4 separate regions of the Anser cygnoides genome follow, and all the other regions are linked to region 4. The links are chromatin contacts, called in public Hi-C maps. All regions are on one chromosome and are shown on one strand. The core of a region is the stretch at or near the end of the contact, and the rest is flanking DNA. Distances in the headings are between cores, read along the strand shown.

Evidence for each region. A called contact is a pair of places that touch in the nucleus more often than the background predicts.
Region 1: a contact with region 4 is called in a Hi-C map of liver, with 2.2 times the contacts expected there. The contact joins the promoter of PLK3 here to the promoter of EIF2B3 in region 4. A contact is called at or near these places in 2 of 7 Hi-C or Micro-C datasets (both in liver).
Region 2: a contact with region 4 is called in a Hi-C map of liver, with 4 times the contacts expected there. The contact joins the promoter of RPS8 here to the promoter of EIF2B3 in region 4. A contact is called at or near these places in 3 of 7 Hi-C or Micro-C datasets (all in liver).
Region 3: a Hi-C map of liver shows a contact between it and region 4, with 5 times the contacts expected there. The contact joins the promoter of TESK2 here to the promoter of EIF2B3 in region 4. A contact is called at or near these places in 2 of 7 Hi-C or Micro-C datasets (both in liver).

Annotation. Positions count from the first base shown.
Region 1 is chr8:23,378,721-23,382,180 of Taihu_goose_T2T_genome, forward strand. It overlaps PLK3 (polo like kinase 3), which reads left to right and starts at 1,923. Exons shown (of 15, transcript XM_067001285.1): 1 at 1,923-2,189; 2 at 2,903-3,010; 3 at 3,093-3,209. The coding sequence starts at 2,016.
Region 2 is chr8:23,362,573-23,366,450 of Taihu_goose_T2T_genome, forward strand. RPS8 (ribosomal protein S8) reads left to right here and starts at 1,278. Exons shown (of 6, transcript XM_067001315.1): 1 at 1,278-1,416; 2 at 2,153-2,259; 3 at 2,630-2,729. The coding sequence starts at 1,413. It overlaps LOC136791419 (U5 spliceosomal RNA), which reads right to left and starts at 1,044; the gene lies at 930-1,044. It overlaps LOC125182244 (small nucleolar RNA SNORD55/SNORD39), which reads left to right and starts at 2,002; the gene lies at 2,002-2,086. It overlaps LOC125182247 (small nucleolar RNA SNORD46), which reads left to right and starts at 2,437; the gene lies at 2,437-2,540.
Region 3 is chr8:23,741,278-23,745,020 of Taihu_goose_T2T_genome, forward strand. TESK2 (testis associated actin remodelling kinase 2) reads right to left here and starts at 1,603. Exons shown (of 11, transcript XM_048058966.2): 1 at 1,390-1,603. LOC136791353 (a long non-coding RNA gene) reads right to left here. Exons shown (of 2, transcript XR_010833153.1): 2 at 2,991-3,743.
Region 4 is chr8:23,521,419-23,525,041 of Taihu_goose_T2T_genome, forward strand. EIF2B3 (eukaryotic translation initiation factor 2B subunit gamma) reads right to left here and starts at 2,258. Exons shown (of 12, transcript XM_048059023.2): 1 at 2,111-2,258; 2 at 1,752-1,900. The coding sequence starts at 1,899. It overlaps HECTD3 (HECT domain E3 ubiquitin protein ligase 3), which reads right to left. Exons shown (of 21, transcript XM_048058962.2): 18 at 3,511-3,585; 19 at 3,301-3,382; 20 at 3,153-3,224; 21 at 2,903-3,053. The coding sequence ends at 2,945.

The DNA of each region.
Region 1 (3,460 bases), core at 673-3,172, 140 kb before region 4:
CATCTAGGTGGAATTTTCCTCGATGCAACTTGCAGCGGGTGCCTGTCCTCGTTCCGCTGGGCGCCTCCCCAAAGAGGTGCAGCTCTTGCGTTCTCCTTGCAGCTCCCTTCTCCTTGCAGCTCCCTTCTCCTCGTAGCTCCAGCCCGTTAGGCGCAGGCAAGCAGTGGGATCACCCCAGAGCCTCCCCTTCTGCAGGCTCGGCAGGCTGCTGACTTTACACCGCGCTCTCCTCCTACCCGCCCGAGCTCGGTGCGTGGGCAAACGCCCGTCTGCGATGCTCTGATGCTCTCGTGCATCACAGCAGGGCTGAGCAGCAGGTGGGGGGGAGCAGCTCCCGGGCTCCATCCCTCTCGGTGAGGTGCCCCAGCCCCGGGGGGGGGGATGTGGACACCCACCTTAGCCCAAACTGAGCCAGGAGCCAGCAGCGAGCAGCAGAGCTGGTGGCTCCCAGCAGGAGGCCCCAGGACAAGCCCCTGCAGGTTGTCCCGCTGCCCCCAGCACCCCCTGGGGCCTCCCTGCACCCTTGGGTACCTCCACCCCCACGCTGCCTCCAGAAGCTGACTCAGCTCTGCCCGGGGAGCCCCGAGCCGGGGCCTCCGTCGGAAAGGCAGAGGTGCACCGTGACGCCACCCGTGCCCAGGGGAGCCCTGGGGCCCTGGTGGAAACCGGCAGCTTTCCCCGAAGGGGGAACCCGGGTGTGCTGCCGGGCAGAGCGTTTGCACACGCTTCCTCCGTGAAAGGTTGAAAGCCAAGAGGGAAGTAAACAGGGCCGGATCCTTTCATCTCTCCCTCCGGGCAGGTTTATTCAGTTCTCATCCCGGAGGACGAGAGGGGGTGTGCTGCGAAATGCGGGGCCGGTTGGCCAGGGGTGCTCACGCGAAACCCTCGGCGTGTTCAGGAGCACATCGAGCATCAGTGAGCAGAGCTCTGAGCTGCCTCGGGGGAGCAGAGGGGAAATTGGCACAGAGCGAGGGACTTGCACGTGGTCCCGCTACCCTGAAGGGCAGCAGGATCTGCTTTCGAGGGGCTTTTGCAACGCTGCTGATCCGGGAGAGCGGGGTGCCGTGGTTTTCTGGCCAGTCCTGCTGCCCTACATCCATCCATCCGCGGCCTATTTTGGGTGACACTGAGACGTGTCTTCCCCGTGGCCATTAGAGAGCAGCACCGCGGTGGCTCAGCGCCCTGCGGACACCACTGTACCCTCCGGGCACCACTGCACATCGGGGCCAGCACGGCCAGACCCAGCAAAGCGTGGCACAAAGGCACAGACCCAGGGGACAGCGTGGCCAGGCAGCCCGCCTGCATCTTCCACTGCCCCCCCATGTCCCCAGTGCCCCACCTGGGGTGGGCTGGGACCCCACTGGGACAGAGTGGGGGCTTTGGGGGGGCGCCTGGCTGCATCCAGGGTGGGTGTGTGGGGGTCAGGGTCTGCAGCGTACAGGTGGGCTTCAAAATCCCCCCTAGATGTGCGTGGGGAGGGGGGTCTGCAGGTCTCGGGAGGGACGGAAGGGAGCTGAGGAGGGGTCTCTGCGTGCCCGTGGGGGTCTCTGAGTCTCGGGGGGGGGATCCCTGTGTCTATGGGGGTCGTGTGCCTGGAGGGGAGCCTGTCCGTGGGGGTCTCTGGGCCTGGGGGGGGGGGCACATCTGGGGCGGGTGTGAATCTACCGACCCCCCCGCGTAGGGGCGGGGCTGGCTCCTTCCCCCAAACCTCTACAGAAGGGTGACAGCGGCCGGCTGCCCTCACACGACCCCCACCGCCCCCCTCCCCTCCCCCACCCCCCCCTTTCCGTCCTGCTGCGCCTTTAAGAGCGCGGCGGGGCCGCCCGGAGGGGGGCGTGGCCCCGCGGGTGACGTCAGCGCGCCCATTGATAAAACCGGCGGGATCCCCGGCGCGCCAGCGCCAAGTCGGGGGGCGGCGGCGGGGCCACGTGCGCGGGGCCGCCGGTGGCGGAGGAGCCGCAGGAGCAGCACCGGGGCCGGACCGGGGCCGGACCGGGGCCGTGCCCGCAGCCGCCATGGAGCACGCCGGCCTTTTTCCCCTGTTCCCCGCCGCCACCACCACCGCCCGCCTGCCCGCCCAGCCCGCGCCCTCCCCGCCGCCGCCGCCCAGCCGGGCAGCCGAGACCACCCGGCTCATCACCGACCCGCTCTCCGGTCGCTCCTACTGCAAGGGCCGCCTGCTCGGGAAGGTACCGGGGGACAACGGGGGGGCGGCAGCAGGATGCGCGGGGAGCCCCCTGCTTCCGTAGGGGTGGGAGCTGGGAGGGGGGCTGGGGGCCTTGCTGCTGCCGCCGCCCCCCTCGACCCCCCCCCCCCGCGCCCCTTGTACCGGGCCGGGAGCCGTGAATCAGCCGGGCTGGCTCCCGGCCCCGCCGCCTTATCGGAGGCGCGATCGGTTTCGGGGCGCCCCGCGGGGTGTGCGTGGGCCGGCGGCTGCCCCGGTTCCCAGGGGTGCCGGCCCGGCCGCTCGGGCTGCGGCACACGCAACTTTTCCTCCCGCTGCGAGCGCTGTGTAGGAGGAGGCTGCTTGTTCCCAGCCCGGCCCGGGCGGGCTCGGCAGCTGAGTGTGCAGATTCGAGGCTGACATCACGGCAGGAAAAACCTGTCTCCATCGCGCGCTGCCTTTCGGTGGCCTCCGGTCCCCCTGCCCTGCGCAGGGCTTTCCGGGCGATCTGTCATCTGGAAAGATGCCTGGGTCCAGTAGTGGTGGGAGGAAAAACGCCCGGGAGGCTTTACAAGAACTGGGTGAAGAAAATCCCGGCTCGAGAGCATCGTGGTTCAGATCTCAGCGGGCGACGCAGCAGCCGGCGGCGTGTGACGCTCCCTGGGCTGCGCTGCGAGGAGCCGGCAGGGGCGGAGAGCTGTCTGTCACCGTCCCCAACCACCTCTTCTCCCCTTGCAGGGCGGCTTCGCACGATGCTACGAAATGACGGACCTCTCCAGCAACAAAACCTACGCTGTGAAGGTCATTCCTCACAGCCGGGTGGCTAAACCCCACCAGCGGGAGAAGGTAGGTGCCGGGGGAGCTTATGGGGGGCGCTCGGGTTCCAGCGGGCACCCTGCGCTCACCCGCGGCCTCTGCGTCCTTTCAGATCACCAACGAGATCGAGCTGCACCGCGACTTGCACCACAAGCACATCGTCAAGTTCTCCCACCACTTTGAGGACGCGGAGAACATCTACATCTTCCTGGAGCACTGCAGCCGGAAGGTGAGGGCTCCGTGTCCCCGAGCGGAGCAGTGGATGCTTTGTCCGGGGTGCTGGTTTTGCATGGTGCTGGGGACACTGTGGGTTTCACGTCCTCCATAAGCAGCCTGCTCGTGGTGGCAGCCCGTAGCCCCCAGCGCCACCACCAAAAGCCCAGTGGTTCCCCTGGTTGTGCTGAGCAGGGAGCCTGCTGAGCTCCTGGCCGTGGCAGGACAATTGTTTGTGCAACTCCTGGAAGAACTGGCTCTGACCCT
Region 2 (3,878 bases), core at 28-2,527, 160 kb before region 4:
AATGAGCAGGGCCTGGGGGCGGGGCCGCGAGTGCCGGGTACCGCCAGCACGGCGCTGCCCGGGGGCGGTGCTGGGGGCTGGGGTGAGGGGCTGGGCGCACCGCGGTAAGGCACCAAGCTGGGGGGAAGCGAGAGGAGACTCTCAGTGATTTTCTTCAGGCAGGACCCTCTGCGGAGATATTTTATTCGTGGTTGCAATGGCGGGCGTCCTGCAGGGATGAGCGCACAGTAAAAGTTTACCATAACCTCGTACTCCCCGTTACCCGACACCTGATTCCTCCCTGTTTCCTCATGCGCTGAGCGCTACAGGTTCACAACCTACTCGACGCGCTTCTATACAATACATGTACAATTTTATTTGACCAACCGTTAATTTCTCCTTCTTTTCTTTTCTTTTCTTTTCTTTTCTTTTCTTTTCTTTTCTTTTCTTTTCTTTTCTTTTCTTTTCTTTTCTTTTCTTTTCTTTTCTTTTCTCCTTTTCTTTTCTTTTTTTTTTTTCCCCTCTTCTCTCGTGACTAAAGGGCCCTTGATTTTTGTTTCTACTGATTTCACACTGCTCGTCCTGTTTTCCTCAGCCATCCCCCTCATTTTGGGACAGCAGGACCTTCCCCTTATCTGCTTAGCATACTCCCAACTGCTATGCCCTACAGTCACTTTTGAATACGCCAGGTTAGGGGGATTTTCCACTGCAAAACCACCTTCTGTTGCAGAAACGCAGCTCTGCCTCTCACAGCAGCGTCGATCTGACGGGGGGTAGGAAGGCTTTGGGGGGAGGTGTTGGAGGGCAGGAGGGCCCTGCAGAGGGACCTGGGCAGGTTGGGTAGATGGGCGGAGGCCATAGCGGTGCAGTTCAACACGACTTGGGGTGGTGCGCTTCCCTAAACGTGCGAAGAAAAACGTTATTTTGTCTGTTTTTGACCAAGTAAGGGCAGCTCTGCCGAAGCAGAGCCTCAAAAAATTCCACGACACTCGTGCTTGTTCCTCTCCACGGAAATCTTTAGTAAAAGGCGAAAGATTTATACGATCTGAAGAGAAACCAGAGTATAATTATCGCTCTCCCAGGCCCGACCCCAGCACCGCCCGCCGCTCTCTAGCTCACGGCGATAAACCGTTCTCCCGTCTCCCCCCGGTCTCGCTCCCTCCACCCTTTCCCCACCTCTCAGCCCCGCTCCCGGCCCCGAGCGACCCCGCGAGAGCGGCGGAAACGACACCGGAGCCGGCAGAACCGGGCGGCGCCGCGCGGTGCACCATGGGTATGCAAATCAGCCCTCTGGCCTCCGCCGTCACCACCGCCGCGTCGCCTAGCAACAGCACACGGCCGCGGCGCGATGACGTCACTGCCTCTCGCGAGAGCTCGCTGCGCCAAACCGCCCCGTGAGCCTCCGCGCCGCCTCTTTGCGCCAGGGCCGCACCATGGGTGAGTGGGGCTGCCACCAGGCCCGACCGCCATCCGCCGCCATCTGCCCGCCGCGCTGCCGCCGCCTGCAGCCATCCGTCCCGGGGGGCAGCCGGGGGTGCCGCCGGGCCCCGCTGACCGCCATCGGGGGCGGCTGCCGCAGCGCCGAGCGGCTGGCGGGGGGAGGAGGGGAGGGAGGCCGGGCCCAACATGGCGGCGGGGGGGGGGGACAGGGAGGCTGCTGTAGGGGGCCCTGCGGATGAAGGGGGGGGGTGATGGGGGGGCTCGTTACCCAGGAGGCAGCGCCTTTTGGGGGCTCAGTTGGAGAAGGGAGGGTTGAGTGGGGGTGTACCCCATAGGGCCCGTCAGTCAGGTGGGGAGGGGATCCATTCCTAAGGAGCTGCAAGATCCAGCGCATAGCATAAGGTACGTGTTACAGGGGGCTTAGCAGCGTGAGGCGGGCCCTTCCTGTAGGGTCCTGTAAGCTAATTCATGAGGTTGCTTCCTGCAGAGGGCTGGGGTGGTCCCTGCAGAGCTGCGGGAGGGAGGGAGGGAGGGAGGCTGCCTTCCCCAGATGTGCTGGGGGAGAGGAGGTCGAGGAGGCTCTGAGTTTCAATGATGAAGCATCTCTAACTGCTGCATAAGGCTGAGTGCACTGTGCGGATACCAACCTTGGAGAGCTGAGGACTCAGACCCTCGCCCAGCCATGGCCAGGTGGGATCCATGCCATCTTCTGACCGCGCTGCTCTCCATTCAGGTATCTCCAGGGACAACTGGCATAAGCGTCGCAAGACTGGGGGCAAGAGGAAGCCCTACCACAAGAAGAGGAAGTATGAGTTGGGGCGGCCGCCAGCCAACACTAAGGTGGGTGGCTTGGGGAGGATAGTCAGTGATTTTTTTCAAATTCGATTTGATGATTGTGTGCTTCCAGAGGCTTAAAAATACATTGTGAGTGATTAGATATCTGTCACTGCTTTTATAAAAGATGGCTTTTTTCTTTATGCCTGTGGGAAGCAGTGATAGGTTTTTGCAGTAAGAGGCAATTGGAGTGATGAAATTCTCACCTTAGGCGGATGCAACAGACCGTTTTGGTCGCTTTCTGCATCTGCCGATGCTGGGGTTTGTCATAGTTACACTGACCACATTGCCTTGGGTTCGGAGTTCGGCTGGGCTCCTGTGTGCGTGCCGTGCAGCATGCCAGCGCCAACCTCACTGGGGTTTGTTTCCGATGTAGATCGGTCCGCGCCGAATTCACACAGTGAGGGTTCGTGGTGGCAACAAGAAATACCGTGCCCTTCGCCTGGATGTCGGCAACTTCTCCTGGGGATCCGAATGTAAGTACGTTATAACCCTGATGCGTTCAGAAACCTTCCACACACGTTGATCTCCAATACAGCTACAGAGTAGAGGGGTGGTGCACAGCTTTCTAGGCTGATTTCGGACACACTGAACTTGGCAGAAGTGGACCTGAGGCTGGCTGCGTGGTGATGATAACTTTGACCTTACGTGGCCTTAGGAGACTTGAATGTCTGCTGGGCTCACAGTGATTGGAGTGTCATAGTTACCCTGAGAGACACGCTCGTATCGCCTCCCTGCTGGGCTTTGGGGGGCTACAGAGGGGGGAAAACGCAAACTACCTGCAGGTTAGGTCTTCACAAATGCAACTCACGTGCTGCCCAGTTCATTGATGAACATCTGCTGAGAGTTAGGTAGCCCTGTCCAAGAGAGAAGGCTGAGGATTTTTCAGCAAAAGAGCGGCCCGTGGCAGTGTTACATGAGCACGCGCTTTTTAATTCCTCCTGCTTAGCTAAGCAGAAGTGGGCAGCACAGAAACGAGAGGGCAGCCTGCAGTAATTCCGCTGGACGAGGTGGGTTTTGTCCTAGGAATTACAAAACAAAAACCGTTCGGCTTGAGCTCAGGCCCAGTCGCTGTTACCCTGTGTGATGATAAAGCCAGCGGTAAGGGTTTCAGTGAGCGGCGTGGCACGAGGCAGAAGACACGTGCTTTCTTCTCACTGACAGCAGCGTTGTCCCAGCTGGAAGAGTGCTGTCATTCGTAGGCAATAACGGAGAAGTGAAGGGACTGAGCGCACGTTGCTGGACAAGTATGAGGTACACAAGTAAAGAGAAGAAAACCACTCTTGCACCCGGCCTTTGCGTGCAGTGAGGGCTGTGTCTGCAGGGCTGGCAACTGCTAAACGCTCAAATCTAGTAGCTGATACCGGATGCTTCAGGTGGGCCGTGGAGGGTGAAAACATCGGCGTCCTCTCTGCTCATCGCCCCTCGTCCTATGGAAGTGGTTTCTATTAGGTGTTGCAGAGCAATCCTGCTCAACAAGGCTTACTCCAGTAATTCTAGGAACTATATTCAGGATTGAGCCCTGTGTACGGTGTTAGTTGGCATCTGCTGAGGTATCCTCGGGCCCAGAAGTGTAGCTTTCAACATTATTCAGTCATCTTGGAGATGAGTTTCAGCAAGGCCAC
Region 3 (3,743 bases), core at 353-2,852, 220 kb after region 4:
ACTAAGTCAAAAAGAGGACTTGGCAGCAGACAACAGATGGAGCCACCAGGACACAGCGGCTGATTATCAGATGTACTTACTGATAAATACACAACATGAAATGAATACACTAAGGAGCTAATAAGGAGGAAAATGGCTAAAAAAAAAATAATAATTATAAATGTTGATCATTTTCGATCTTGCCTAGAAGAGCACTTTTTTTGTACCAGGCTGCAAGATACCACGCTACAAGGATAAAATAAGAAGCGTTGCCATTGTGCAAATGCATGGTTTTTGGCTACAGGAAAAAAAGGAAACCTATGACGCGAGGGAACCACAAGCTTCACTCTTTCCTGCAGCAGGCACAGAAGCAACATCCCTCTCCCTTAGCCCTGCATTTCTTTCATGCGTTTGCAAAGTCACTTGCATAAAGAATCACAATGGCAAAAGCACACGTACGAACGTGGAGGGTACAGCTCGGTTACAACAGGCCCACACCACCAGAACACTGCATTTGCACCAGTTTTCTCCTTCCACAGCCTGTCCCTGTCTTCTGCTCCGCTCCCACCGCCAGCTGTTCATCCTAACAGAAGAGCGGGAAAGATCTAAGCGAGGGGGGGAATAAAAACAGAAAACCCAACGCAGGAGGGCAGACACTTGGCAGCAGGTACAGGAGCACACCCAGGTACTTTCAGTTCTAGCTAATCGTGCTCTGTGTACAAGTTTTATGTGAAAACAAAACAAAATGGACAACAAAGTAACACAGCCGTGTCTACAGCTGCACAGTGCAGTCCTGCACAAGTCCAAAAATGACACTTTTATTGGCCTGTCAGAACGCAGCATGCAACAATAATTTCCAGAGTTGATGACTAAATAGAAACCCTTACGACTAACCCACTGGGCATATCAGAGCTCCTCGTAAAACACCTTATCTTCGGCTGTAAATTCCACCGCCTCACTAACCCCGTGGAACTGTGCATCTGGTGATTTTGCAGCCCACGAAGACACCCTACGCCTCCGATCCCTACTAGAAGGTTAGTTTTGAAGAAATTATTTCATCTGGAGCACGAAGGCTGCCCAAAAGCCAGCCTCGACATCAGCTGTAAGGGTTTTTAGGAGGCCATAAACGTGACTAGAACTCAGCGCGGTGCTCCCGAAGGCTCAGCTTCCAGCTCCCCAGGCACCTCCTGTCAGGGGACCCCAGGGGCGAGCCCCCCACCTCAGAGCAGGGCAGCTCCCCCCTCAACGCGGCGACCCACCCGGACCCTGCAGGCCCCCGGGCAGCTCCCCCCCAACCCTCAGCCTCCTCTCACGCCTCCTCACGGGGCAGCGCCCCGGAGCCAGGCCTCCCCCGCCGCCACCCTGCCCAGGCACCCCCCGCGGAGCTGCGGGGCCGCCCCCGGCCGTTACCTGAGCAGCGGCGGCGGCGCCAGCGGGGCCTGCGGCCGACGGGGGCTGTCATGGCGGCCTGCCCGGCTCCTCAGCGGCCCGCCGAGGGGAGGCGAGGGGGCCCCATGTGAGGAGCGAGCCCGGCTGCGGGACCCGGGGGCCAGGGAGCGTCGCGGCTCCTCCCTCTGCGTCCGCCTCCGCCGCCACCGCCACCGCCACTGAGCCGCCCCCAGAGCCGGGGCGGCACCCCGACACCCACCGCCCTCCCGCGTAACCAATCGGAGTCCGGAGAGGGTTGATGGACGGCGGGGTGCGGCCAATGGAGGAGGGGAAGGCAGGCGCGGAGGGGTTCGCAGGTAATCCACGTGAGTGCCCTTTTCTAATTGGCTGAGGGGAGCTTGAGAAGCAGGCAGCTCGGCCAACGGGAGCAGGGATGACAACTCCCAGGACGATAGCGGGAGCCAGCGGCAGGAAAGAGAGAGGGGCGTTGCTAGGGGCGCCTCACTCTCATTGGCCAGCCTTTGAGGGCGGGTTATAAATAAGAGAGTTAGCCAGTAAGAGCGCGGCGCACGTTCTGACGGACGGGCAGGAGAGCCAATCCCCGCGTGTTTATAGGCAGCGGTGGGCGTGAAGCTGTCAGCGGGCCCAGGTGCTCATGGAGGCCCCGCGGCCTGGGCACGGGGCAGGGGGGGTTTCCATTGCCCTGGCGCCTCACGGCCTCCTCCTGCCCCGGCGTTTAACCCAAACTGATGTTTTCTTCCCTGACCTCATCCTTGGCAATATCTGAGCTATTTTTACTGAAACTCAAAAAATAAAAAATAAATAAAAAAGTTCATCTGTTGTAGAGTATTGTATTCAAAAAAACGAATCCCAAGCAATTCAAACTGCAGGAATTATAACCGAAAATGTTCTCAGACAAGAACGCGGTGCTCAACCTTGCGATATTAGCAATATGTCCTGTTTTCTCATTACCCTTCATCATTAATTTTGTATCTAAGCTTTTCAGCTTGATCCAAAACACGCTCGGGGGACTTTCGTGTTGGAAACATCAGCACCAGTTCTACAGATAACAGTGAACAGAGTTTTACTCTTACAGCTGGGATAAAATCCCTAATCTGCGTTTTACCGACTGAATTTAGTCTTAGAATTTCCACCCAAATTTACAGTGAGATGTTCTCTGTAAGTTTAACTGAAAAAATAAAAAATAAAAAAATAAAAGTAATTCTGCACAGGTAACAGATTAAAAGTGCTTTGTGTGGAAAAAAAGATAGTCTTTTTTTTTTTTTTGATCATTTGTTTCATTTTCCTCCTGGATTTCCCTTGCTAACAGTGATTTTCCCACACTCCCAAATGCTAAATACCAAGTATGTGCAAATGTCTATTCTAATGACAGCTCAAGCACAGGGTGCAGTGAAGCTTTTGTAATTAAGCCATTAAACAATGATTAGCATATCCATCATATTTTAATCTGTGACTGAACAGGTGGAACTACTCGGATCTGTCAGTCTGCTCTCTGACACTCCAGGAGAACTGAGCTCCAGAATGGGGCTTTTCAGTAAGACCAATCTTTTAGGACTTATTATTTAGAGTTAAATTTCAGCTCTTTACATTTTGCTGGGGTTTGACCAAGCCAGTTGAAAAGACTTCACGCAGCACACGCCGAAATATCTCGGTTTCCTTGGCCATTCTCTAAGTCAGAGCGCAGCTGTCCCTGCTGCTCTGCACCCTGTTTAAGTATCAGTGCCTTCCAGTTTCATCTCCCTGTGCCCCTAGTCCTGGCTGTGTTGGAAGCTATTAGTTAGCTGCAAGATGACATCTGGTGGCAGGTTTTTATTACTTCTCCTTTTGGGATCTAATCGCAGAACTAAAGCAAGTGAATCATCTTTCCCCAATTCCCTGTCATAAATTTCATCTCTTTCCTGCTTTCCAGACAAGATACTAGTTGCTTCTGCTTTCGGTCTACAAATGTCTTATTGGTAATAAGCAATAAATAAACATTTATCTCATGGGCTGGCGCAAAGTTGCAGCATTAATATATGCCAGTGTGATTCAGTAAAGTTAAATCGCAACTGGAAACGCATAACACTGCATGAGGTCCTGTGATTTATATCACAAACAATCCATGTTTTGAGAAGGCCTGGGAGATGGGATAGTCTTATGAACACTGCTACCACCTTATCTCAAAGGCAACGCTTGTGTTTTGAAAGCGGAAAAGAATGGGTTTTGCTGATGACCACATGTGCATGTACAGCAACAGCAGAAACTTTGTCTAAGAAAGTCCCCCTGTCCTTCCTTGCAGCTGGCAGAAATACCCAACAAATCCGTAGCTTCAATATCTGGAGAAGATGGGTGGCTTTTTTAGTCTCCTTCTGTTT
Region 4 (3,623 bases), core at 1,008-3,507:
CTGTTAACGTGACAGCAATCTCTCTTGCTTTGTATGGGTGGGGAACTGTTGCTGAAAGGGACACCTGCGTGTGAGTGGCATGAATCAGCGAGATGAAAGAGGAATGTCTTCCATCATTAACAAACAGCCTCAAACTGCACATCCCTCAACAGTATGACCTACAAAAAGCCACCAATGAGACCCTGTGTTAACACCATCAGCGTTTCAGAGCTTTGCCTTTTGCCCAGCCTCATCCTGTATAATCCTCTGTGGGCAACACCACCAACTACAGTATTACAGTGCAATAGTTAAACTATTGCCGAACAGCAGCTTGGCAGGGGAGTGGAGTAGTTTGTGAACAACAAACTCATTCCACCTAAAAAAGAAAAAAAGGTAAAAGCATATTTGAAGTGTATCAATGGTGGCATGAAAGCATATTTTCCAAAACAAAGACGAAAATGCAGGCTTCATTCCAAGATGAAGCACTTGCAGTTGGGACAAAGGGGAAGCAGCGAATCAGACCGTGGAACACCTACTTACTCACATAAACAAGCAGGAAGAACCCAAACATCACACGATAATAAAAGCTATGATTCAGAGAGGATTCACGCCATCAGAGTATTAGCACAAAAGTGTCAGCTTGGTCGGAGGACAGAAGCAAGAGAAAAGCAAGAAGGTGTCTGACTGCTTACTGAAGCTGCATATACAACCTTGCATGTCCAAATTTTCACAGGGCATAGAAGAGTTCTTAAGGATTTCTTAATGACACAAAACGAAGGCATAGGTTTACATTTATTTTTCCCTTTGTTTCTTAACACTGACTGTGCGAGTGGCACGAATCAGCGAGATGAGAGAGAAATGTCTTACATCACTAACAAATGACCTCAAACTATACATCCCTAAATGGTATGACGTACGGAAAGGCCAACACACGTAAATCACGAGCTGATCCCTACAACTTCAAAGAGAAGAGCAGCAGCTAGAAGAAGAATTCACTTTCTCAAGACAGAGCACAGAAGAACAGCACAGTCACCCGGAAGACACAACAAAAGTAGAAAGGCAAGGACAAATATAAGCGTGAAAACTGGAGATGCAAATGGTACCAGGAAGTTTTACGAGTTATGGGGAACACTACAGAAAGATTTGGGCCATCACCGAAAAGCTAAACAGAAATCTAATGACAGATAATGCGAAAGAACCTCACCAAAAATTTATCGCTTGAGCTCTCTTGTGAAATGAGGCCCAGAAAACAGCACTACCAGCCTGCCAGCTCCCCCTGCCCGGCTCTGTCTGAAGGCCAGCACTCAGCGCCGTGCTGCAACAAGAACTAAATGCCTCAAACAGAACAAATAACCCTGAACTTCACGCCACATTGGAACAACAAACTGAGAGACATCCCAAGAGAGCTGACACGCTTCTCATGCCATTTTTATTAACAACTCAGGGAAAGAGACGAGAGAAAGACTCCAGGTTAACAACGCTCGGAAGGACTCCAAACTTAAGCACAGCACGTAGATGAGAAAACCCTTGGTGAGGGGGGAAGCAGGAAGGGAGCACGCACGGATGTGGCCTAGAGTTAAAAGTAAAGGATGTGATATGGGTGAGGAGCAGTCACAATTAGGTCTGCTGCGGAGAGGAGGCCTCCATAAGGCCACTGCCCTGACGAGCAGCGACAAGACAAGGCGTGACAACGAGGAGAGGCTGGCAGCTGGCAGCAGCAGGACACCGGACGGGTGAGCCCGCCGCCCCCCTTCCCCCGCACCCCGCCTCACCTTCGAAGCCGGCGCGCTCCAGGAGGTTCAGCGGGTACCACAGCAGGGGCCGGTTGCCCACGGGCAGCAGCGGCTTGGGGATGCTGGCCGTCAGGTCCGTCATGCGGGAGCCGCCGCCCGCCGCCATCAGCACGGCCTGGAACTCCATCCTGCAACGGCACCGAGGGGCCGCGTCACGGCCGGGCCGGGCCCAACCGGGCCGAACCGGGCCCAACCGGGCCGGGCCGGGCCCAACCGAGCCCCCCCGCCCCCCAGAACCCGCTGCGAGGCGCCGGTACCACCGGTACGTTGCGTTAAGTCACGTCACGTTACGTTGCGTTACGTTAAATGACGTTACCGGCCCGTTACCGGTACGTTACCTCCGCTCCGCTCCTCACCGGCTCCCTGACAGCACCGCAATGGCGGCGCCGGCGCGCAGCGCGCATGCGCGCGGACAGCCGAGCGGCTCGAGGAGCGCCGAGAGCATCGATCCCCCCCTCCGCCTCGCCAGGGAGGCGAGAGGAGCGCCGACGGGAGGAGGGCAGGCTGCGGAGCGCCGAGTCATCGATCTGCTGGGGGGGGGGCTCGAGGGGACAGCGCCCCCTGGTGGGGGGGGGGAGTGTAGGGGGCATGGGGGGTGGTAGGGGGCGTGGGGGGGGTTATAGGGTGCACTGCATGAGGGGGGGTTATAGGGTGCACTGCATGAGGGGGGGTTATAGGGTGCACTGCAGGGCAGCAGCTCGCGGGGTGCATCGCAGGGTGCCTCGCGGGGGGGGTACTCTATGGGGTGCATTATATGGGGGCACTTTTTGGGGTGCATCCCCAGCCAGGCACGTCCCAGGAAGCTCATCCCACCATCCAGGTGCTTTACCAGGGGAACCGCTGAAGGCACAGGCTCCTGGGATAACAGGGTGGGGGTGCAGGGCTGAGACGGGGTGGTGCTGAGCACCCCACCCTTCCCATTGCCTTCCCATGTGCGGAGGAGAGGCATGGCACTGCGTTTGGGATGGGGGCACCAGGGCAGGGTGCACCCCTCTGACAGAGGACACGCCGCACGTGCATGCCCCCATCAGTTCATGGGGACACCCAGGCTGCAGGGGGAAGCTGGTGGCCCGGGGAGGGGACAGGACATGCAGCCCCCCCCGCACAAACCGTGCTCTCCACACCCCAGACACGAGCACAGCCTCGTTGTGTTTTTATTCCACGAAACGTCGCTACAGCTCGGGGGAGTCGACGGACACGTCCTGTGCCACGGGCTCGTCGGTGTCGATGGACATGCAGTTGTACACGGCGTAGCGCAGCAGCTCCTCGCAGGCCCGGGCCCTGCAGGCGAGACGCCGGGTTACGTCGGGGACGGGCACCGGACCCCCCCACGTCCTCATGGAAGGGAGGACGAGCGTCCCCGTCCCCAGCTGCACTCACGAGGAGTAGTTGGGCAAGAACAAGGTGCAGGAGCACGTGGAGGCCTTGGGCATCACGTCCAGCTGCTGCGTTCTTGGGAGAAAGAAAGGAGAGGCGGGTCAGGCGCCTGCGCCGCGGGGACACGGCCGGGCAGGACGGACGGACTCACCCCGATTTGTCTGGGTGGACGGTGATCTGAACCGGGAGGCGGCTGCGGCCCGTGATGAACTTGAGGAAGCGGCTGAGGTCCTCTGGGGAAGGACAGGGGACAGGTTTGGGGTCACCCCCAGAGCCCAGGCGGGACGCTCCGAGGGGATGGGACATCCCCGTGGGTCCTGGCCCGGTGGGTGAGGAGCGGGGAAGGCACGCGGTCGCTCACCGCTGGTGAAGTTGCTGAGCGCCTCCAAGAAGATCCGGATGCGGGGGTCGTCGGACTGCAAGTCCTCAAACGTGACTGCAGTGAGGAATAAACGCTTCGTTAGGAGCTCCCAG